Linked DNA regions of Triticum aestivum: region 2 is linked to region 1. Evidence: chromatin contacts called from public HiCAR-type data. All regions are on one chromosome and are shown on one strand. The core of a region is the stretch at or near the end of the contact, and the rest is flanking DNA. Distances in the headings are between cores, read along the strand shown.

What was found. HiCAR-type assays count read pairs that join an accessible place to other places.
Region 2: a HiCAR-type map of leaf shows a contact between it and region 1, with 6 times the contacts expected there. The contact joins the promoter of LOC123145486 here to the promoter of LOC123145485 in region 1. A contact is called at or near these places in 2 of 5 Hi-C or Micro-C datasets (both in leaf) and 1 of 1 datasets of contacts at active chromatin or transcription factors (leaf).

The regions. Positions count from the first base shown.
Region 1 is chr6D:414,259,246-414,262,693 of IWGSC CS RefSeq v2.1, forward strand. It overlaps LOC123145485 (RINT1-like protein MAG2), which reads left to right and starts at 2,066. Exons shown (of 4, transcript XM_044564912.1): 1 at 2,066-2,483; 2 at 2,584-2,688. The coding sequence starts at 2,192.
Region 2 is chr6D:414,661,110-414,664,681 of IWGSC CS RefSeq v2.1, forward strand. LOC123145486 (transcription factor ILI5) reads left to right here and starts at 2,296. Exons shown (of 2, transcript XM_044564913.1): 1 at 2,296-2,685; 2 at 2,827-3,572. The coding sequence starts at 2,575. The coding sequence ends at 2,982.

The DNA of each region.
Region 1 (3,448 bases), core at 816-3,315:
TAAGCGTGTATATGAATATTTTTCCTAATGTATACAAAAATGTACAATGTGTATGAAAAAATAAGACATATATAAGTTTTCAAAAATAGTAATCATTTTATTTATAAAATATTAAATATGTATTAAAAATATTCCCAGTCAAACAAAAAAATATACAAATGTGTATGGAAATAGTAGATATCAAATAATATAAGTTTTAGAAAAATGTCAATCATGTACTTGGAAAATGGTAGATGTGTATAAAAATGTTCTAATATATAGAAAAATCTACAAATGTATATGGAAAATTTAGACATAAAAAACATATGTTTTAAAAAATATGTATCATGTATTTAAGAAATGGTCGTTCAGTTTTTGAAAAAAAGTTTATTGCCATAAAAAATGTTCAATGTGTATTTGAAAAACATTGTTCATCTATTCAAAGCATTTATGAAAAAAATGTATATCATATATTTAAAATATATTCAATCTTTTGCCAAAAAATGTTTCACGTGTACACTACAAATGTATGTGATGTATTGAAAAAATAGATATGTGTTGACAAAAAAGAAACACCTTAAAAATAGACAAGAAACAACAAAACAGAATAAAATCTAAAATACAAGAAACAAAAAGAAAATGGCAGCCGAAGGAAACCAATGAAAAAAATGAAACATGAGAAGGTAACAAATAAAAAGGAGAAAAGGAACAATGAAAGAAACGCAAAAAATAGTGAAAACCAAGAAAAAAAATCAGTAACAATCGTGAAAGGAATGAAGAAAACCGATGAAAAAACAAATGACAAGCAAAAAACTGAAGAAAACCATGAAGAAACAAAGTAATTGAAAAAGAGACAATAGAAGAAAACTACAAAATGAGAAAAACCGAACTAAACCAACGAAGAGTAGCGATCAAGCGAGGGAGAAAGCCAGCGAATGAAAGAAAAAAGATCGAACTGGGTCGGTCCAATAAACAACAGGAGTGTAAAATGGTCTACGCGAGACATTCTTCCAGCTCACTATAACCACGAGATATAGTTCACGCAGGTGGATCGTGCATACATGTCCCAAGTTGCGATGGCACGACCCATATTAGGTCTCAACGACCGAGCCCATCAAACCTCGCGTCATCGACCTCATCATCAACACTTACCCCGCTCAAATCTGTGGTGTCTATTTCTCGCATTAAGCGAGACGAGAGGGAGCTCTCGCTGAGGATTTTTCCTCTCCCTGCTTCGTATTGGGTCGGCCCATTCGCGCACGCATATATTAAGAAAAATAGATTAGGTAAAGGGAGAACCAAGGTTTGATCCGCAGATGCTGCTACCACTCCGCCCAAGTCAAGTTAGTGATAAGTAGTAGGTGCGTGTCATACTTGAGGCTATTTCAAACCGGTTTTCTTTGAGGCTTTTTCCTTTTTTGTTTTCTTTCTTCTTCTTCAATTTTTTCATTCTTTTTTGCACTTTCTTTCTTGTTTTTTTCATTTCTTTTTTTGGTTATTATTGTACATTTTTTGTATATGTCAACAATATTTTTCTAATATACAATTTAAATTTTTTCAATACTTGTTTAACATTTTTCAAATACTTGTTTAATATTTTTATATACATGGTCAACAGTTTTTCAAATACTTGTTCAACATTTTTTAGATACTTGTTCAATATTTTTCAGATTTTGTTGAACATTTTTATATACATGATCAAAAAATGAAGTACTTGTTCAACCTTTTTTCAAATACTTATTCAAGATTTTTCAAATACTCGTTCGACATTTTATAAATACTTCTTCAATATTTTTTTAAATGCATGATTAACATTTTTATAAATATTATTTAAACTATGTTTTTGTAATATATATATTTAGACTATTTGAAAGTGTAAAAAAATTAAAAAAGTGAAACAAAAAAATGAAATAAAAACGTGAAAAAAAACAGAGAAAAACGAGGCAGTGTAGTACCCGGGACCTGGGCCGGCCCATAAGCTCGCGTGGTTCAGCGAGTCGGAAGCTTCGACTCGCTGAACGCGAGACATAGCGATGCCCGCTCAAATCGACGCCCAAGATTACAACCTACAGCTCTCCGTTCCTCAGAAAAACAAAAACTACAGCCTGGAGCATCAGTACTCTGATTGCCTTCGCCGGTCTTCCTCCCCGCTTCCCCCATCTCGACTCCTCTCCGCGATCCAAACCCTAAGCCGGGGGGACCCGTTCGCGCCATGGAAGCGGCGGCTCCGTCGCCGCTGCTCCATAGTCCCCCGCACATCACCCCAGAGCTCCGGCGCTTCCTCGACGTCCGCTTCCGCTCCCCGGCCGACCTCGCCGCGGCCGCAGACGTCGAGGCCGAGATCCGCGGGCGCTGCGCGGAGCTCGAGTCCTCGGTCGCCGAACTGTCCGCCCGCCTCGCGGATGTGGCCGCCGCGTACTCCTCTTCCCTCGGGGCCGCTGGCTCCGCCCTCTGCGCCGTGCGCGGTGGCCTCGCCGCCCTCAAGGCCTCCACCGACAAGACGGGTATCTTAAGCAAATGCTCATGGAATTACTGATTTTCGAGCTTCTCTAGTTGACGTATGCTGCTGCTAAGCTGTAATTCTATTTCTTGGGGTTTTTCTAGGGGTTAGAGAAGATGTGGAGGCTGGGAGCGAGAAGATGCTGTTTGAACAACTCCCTCCCCTGGCCACCGACGTGGCGAGAGTAGACATGGTTAGAGATTACGCTGGTGAGCATCTCTGAAGATCACACTTTAGATCATTGTGCCACGCTCTGGCTTAAATTTCGAATGATAAACACTATATTGACAATTTGCTATGATGTCTATTTCCTCTTATGATGGTTATGTTTGTTTAGGCATAATGTGTTATGATTCATGAGTTGAGAGTTGAGAGTTGAGACCAGCGGCTCATTGCTTAATATGTCGTACGAGTGTTTGGTGTGATGGGACTTAGTGTCTGTGCAGGAGCAGAGTGGTTTTATGTGGCAAATCGTCTGTTTGGTTAGGTTAATAGTTAAGTTTGGTTGATACAGATCTAGCTCAGTACAGCTAGGATGGATGATGATAACTGTTCTGGCCCTCAATTATGGCATGGATCTGGCAGCTCCTGTAAGTGAGCCTCATTTTGATAATGTGGATCTATGGGTTGCCTTTTGTCCCTGTAGTTAACTAGAAATTTGTGGGGGCATTTCATTATTGTGTCCATGTTAGATTGTTAGTTGCTGATTCTTTATTCACGAGCCACAGTTAGCTATTAGTCCTGTCTGTAACTGCATTATCAGCGATCTTCCACTGACAGGAGTGTCAAAACCAGAACATTCATTATGTTTTCCTATCCTTATGGCAGCCAATATTCTTTCCATGCTTAATTCTTAGGCAGTGGAGTGTTTTGGTTGGTGCAGGAGTCTTGGTGGTGGTTGGACTAGAAGTTTAGTTTTTAAAACGACCACACTTGAGAAATAAATAAAATAACACTGTGACGATTGCA
Region 2 (3,572 bases), core at 1,046-3,545, 400 kb after region 1:
CACACACGCTTTAGCTGTGAGTGAGCCTTGATGAGTCCAGTGTAGCCGATCAGCTACATACGACACGGCCGGCTCTTCCTTGGTTGAAAAGAGGACCTACCCCTGCTCCGTGGATACATGTTAGATACCACCCATCTTCACACGAGCGGCCGACACGTGGTTCCGTCCATTTACTACTCCTCACGCGATCGGCCGTTTGTTCGGTTGGTCATGTCATGTCGTGAGAACAGAGAGGAACAGAGGTGCTAGTACGTAGTAGTAGGAGAACTGTGCTGCTGCTACCTGTAGAGTAGCACTCCAGCACAGGTAGATACTACCTCCGTGCTAGCTAGCTAACTGGAGTAGATGTAGTAGTCGGGTGGCCGGCCGGGCCTAAAGCAAACAATAAACATGCCCCACGGAAGGGCCGAAGGCGAGCTCGTTAGTTAGTTAACTAAAGGCGCATATGTGGGTATCGATCTTCTGGATCGGGGACACACGTACGTGGCGTGTAACGTAATCCCGCGGCAAAGATAGCCGAGGAGGGCGCGAGCACGCGGTGGCGGTGGCGGTGGGCGCCCTGCCGCCTCGCCATCGGCCCGAGACCCACCACCGCGGCGTGCCCCTCACATGCGCGCCCCTTTTGCCCGCCACAAGCTACCAGCGGGAGCGGCAGCTGTGCACCCACCCGGCCCGAGCTAATCTACCGTCTGTGGCCTGCGGCCGCCCCGCGCCGCGCGCGCACGCCGTACGTGGCCGTGCCTGGTTCGCGCGCCTGGATCTCGCAACGGGCGCTGCAGGCACGTATTCCCCCCCCGGGTCGCGGGATCCGCCGGCCGGGCCGATCGGCCGATGGAGACGGCCGGACGGGAAGGCGGGGCCGGACCAGACCACCGATCGACGACGGGGCCCTCGTGTCGTGCCGTCCAGCGGTGGAGAGGCTCGTGACATGACGGTCACGCGGCCGGAGCCAGGGCGGCCAGGCCCCGATCGGCCACATGGACGGCGGCCTTAAACACGAGCACGCGCTCGCCACGCGACGGTCACGTGAAGGTTGGCGCGCGCTGTCCGGTCGCTAGCCCGCCCGGTTGGTTTCGATGGCCAACATGGCAGCGGCGCAGGGGCTCCACGCTTCGGGCGCCCGAGATTTGCGTCCCGCCGTTCGGTAAACCCCGCCAAACTGAGCCCACCCCCATGCATGCAGCAAACCAACTCCTAACTAATTATACGTATAATTATACTACTGTATAAGACGTTTACATGTACATGCATGAATAAAAAACCGTAGGCGTACGTGTTGCGTCACTCTCCCTCAATCATCGCGCTGAATCCAGGCGCTAATCTCCTGTGTTAGGTACGTTTGCTGCACATAAAACACGTACTACTACTAGTTAATTAAAGCGGCGTGTCATGTGTCACTGTGCTGGCATGCACACAGCACACGACAAGAGAATGAAAGGCGTATGTGCATGCATGTACGCGTCCGCTCTCACGTCCCGGGCAGCCCGCCGGGGACAGGGCATCTTTTGGGTCTGGCGCTCGACTTGTTTTCTTGTGCATAGTGCGGATATATATAGTTGATTGACGTAGTTAATAAAAGACTTGCCGCTGATTAGAGAGTTGCTGTGTTGCACGTATGTGTGCAAGTGCAATACAATAGTTGCGTCCGTGTCCGTTCTCACGACAATGACGGAAGGGTGGAGAGAAGAGGTCATCGATCCATGTCCCTGTTTAGCTTTACAAGGTGCGTGTTCTTTCTCCGAAAAGCTTGTTACTCCATGATCAAAACTCTCAATTTGCACTACTCGGCTAATTAGGCAATGCCGACGATTGGCAGGGGTTTGATTCGTCCACACATCAGTTCGTGGTACATACACGTACGCTTAACAAGGCTCGGAGCCAGGAGACCGAGCCGAGGGACTTTCGCTTCGGATAACATCAAATCACAACCTCAAACGCAACGAATGATCTTGTCGATTTCCTGGACGTTGCTGGATCGGTCAGCATGGCGAGGAGGCGAACACGTCTAGCCAGGGGTTCTTTCCCGGTAAAACTGAACAGTCCTGCAAGGCAGCATGGGGCACATGGCCAGTGGTGGGTGGTCATTTAAGTAGGGCCCAACGAGCTGCCTCTCCACCTGTGGGGCCCACGCGCCGATGACAGTGGGGCCCGGGAGGCCTGGCTCATCAGTGATTAGACGGAGAGAGACACGCGGGCCCGGCTACCCCGTTAGCGTTCCTACTTTTGCTCTCCGCCAGTAGCTAGTGCTATAATTACTTGCCGGGGTCGAATTATCTCCGCGCATCTACATCGTTCCCCAATCCGTTCTCCTCCCTATAAAGACACCCTCTCCCTTTCTGTCTCCCTCACACACTCCTCCAGCGATTGCACAACTAGAAGTTATCCAGCGAGTATCCTGAGCAGCTCGACGTCAGCGAGGGCCTCCCTTCGCTCACCGGCCAACCGCCCGGCACCTTTTGAGCGTACACACTCCGTAGCTTTGTTAGCCGGCGGGAGTCTGCAGTCTGCTTGCTCCGGCACTAGCTAGCTTGCTCATCCCGGCCGGCCAGCGACGTAGCAGCGGCTAGGAAGAAGATGTCGAGCAGAAGGTCGTCGCGCGGCGCCATCTCCGACGAGGAGGTCAACGAGCTCATGTCCAAGCTCCAGTCTCTGCTCCCCAACTCTCGCCGCCGCGGCTCCAGCCAGGTAACTTGCTTAAGCTCACAACAGCGATGCACACGCACATTACTCTACCACTCGCCAGCTAGCTAGGTGGTTGCATTGTCCGTGCGAGTTTGACTTGCACGAAGCCAGCACGAAATAACGGGGAGTGAAATGAAAATGCAGGCGTCGACGACGAAGCTGCTGAAGGAGACGTGCAGCTACATCAAGAGCCTCCACCGGGAGGTGGACGACCTCAGCGACCGGCTGTCGGACCTCATGTCGACCATGGACCACAATAGCGCCGAAGCGGAGATCATCCGCGGCATCCTCCGCTCGTGATCGTACCACAGCGCCGGCCGGTCGATCGGCGAGAGCTCAACCGCCAGGACAATTAAGCGGCAGCGGCGCCATGGGTCTCTCCGCCGGCCAGCCGGACACGTACGAGAGCTTTGCTTAGCTAGGGTATATATATCGTCCTCCACATATTTAAATATGTAATGTCTCTTTTCTGCTCCCTTTCTGCCTAGATCTGATCGTGTAGATCAAAAAATGTACTGCGTGTCTCTAAGCTTCACTCCGTCTGTACTACGTAGGGCATTAGCTTAGCTAGCGTTCCTACCTTGGGCCAAAGCTTATCCTCGCGCGCTGGCTGCTGCTTGAGCTAATCTTTCGATCGTCTCCTCCGTGTGCTTCCCTCGCTAGCTCGGAGCTGGATAGATAGCTCCCCCCGTCCTCCTGTCTGCCTCTTCCCCTCTTTTGTTGTCCCTTTCTTGATCTACTACTCGATCTGTAAATTTAGTTGGTGGCATTGGATCGAGTTGTGTCCTCTATAGACAACCGACCGACCACTACTACGGTACTACTACTACCTAGAGCAAATTAATATCATCGTCATGTTGTACCACCCCAGCTTTAACTTTTGTTGGAAT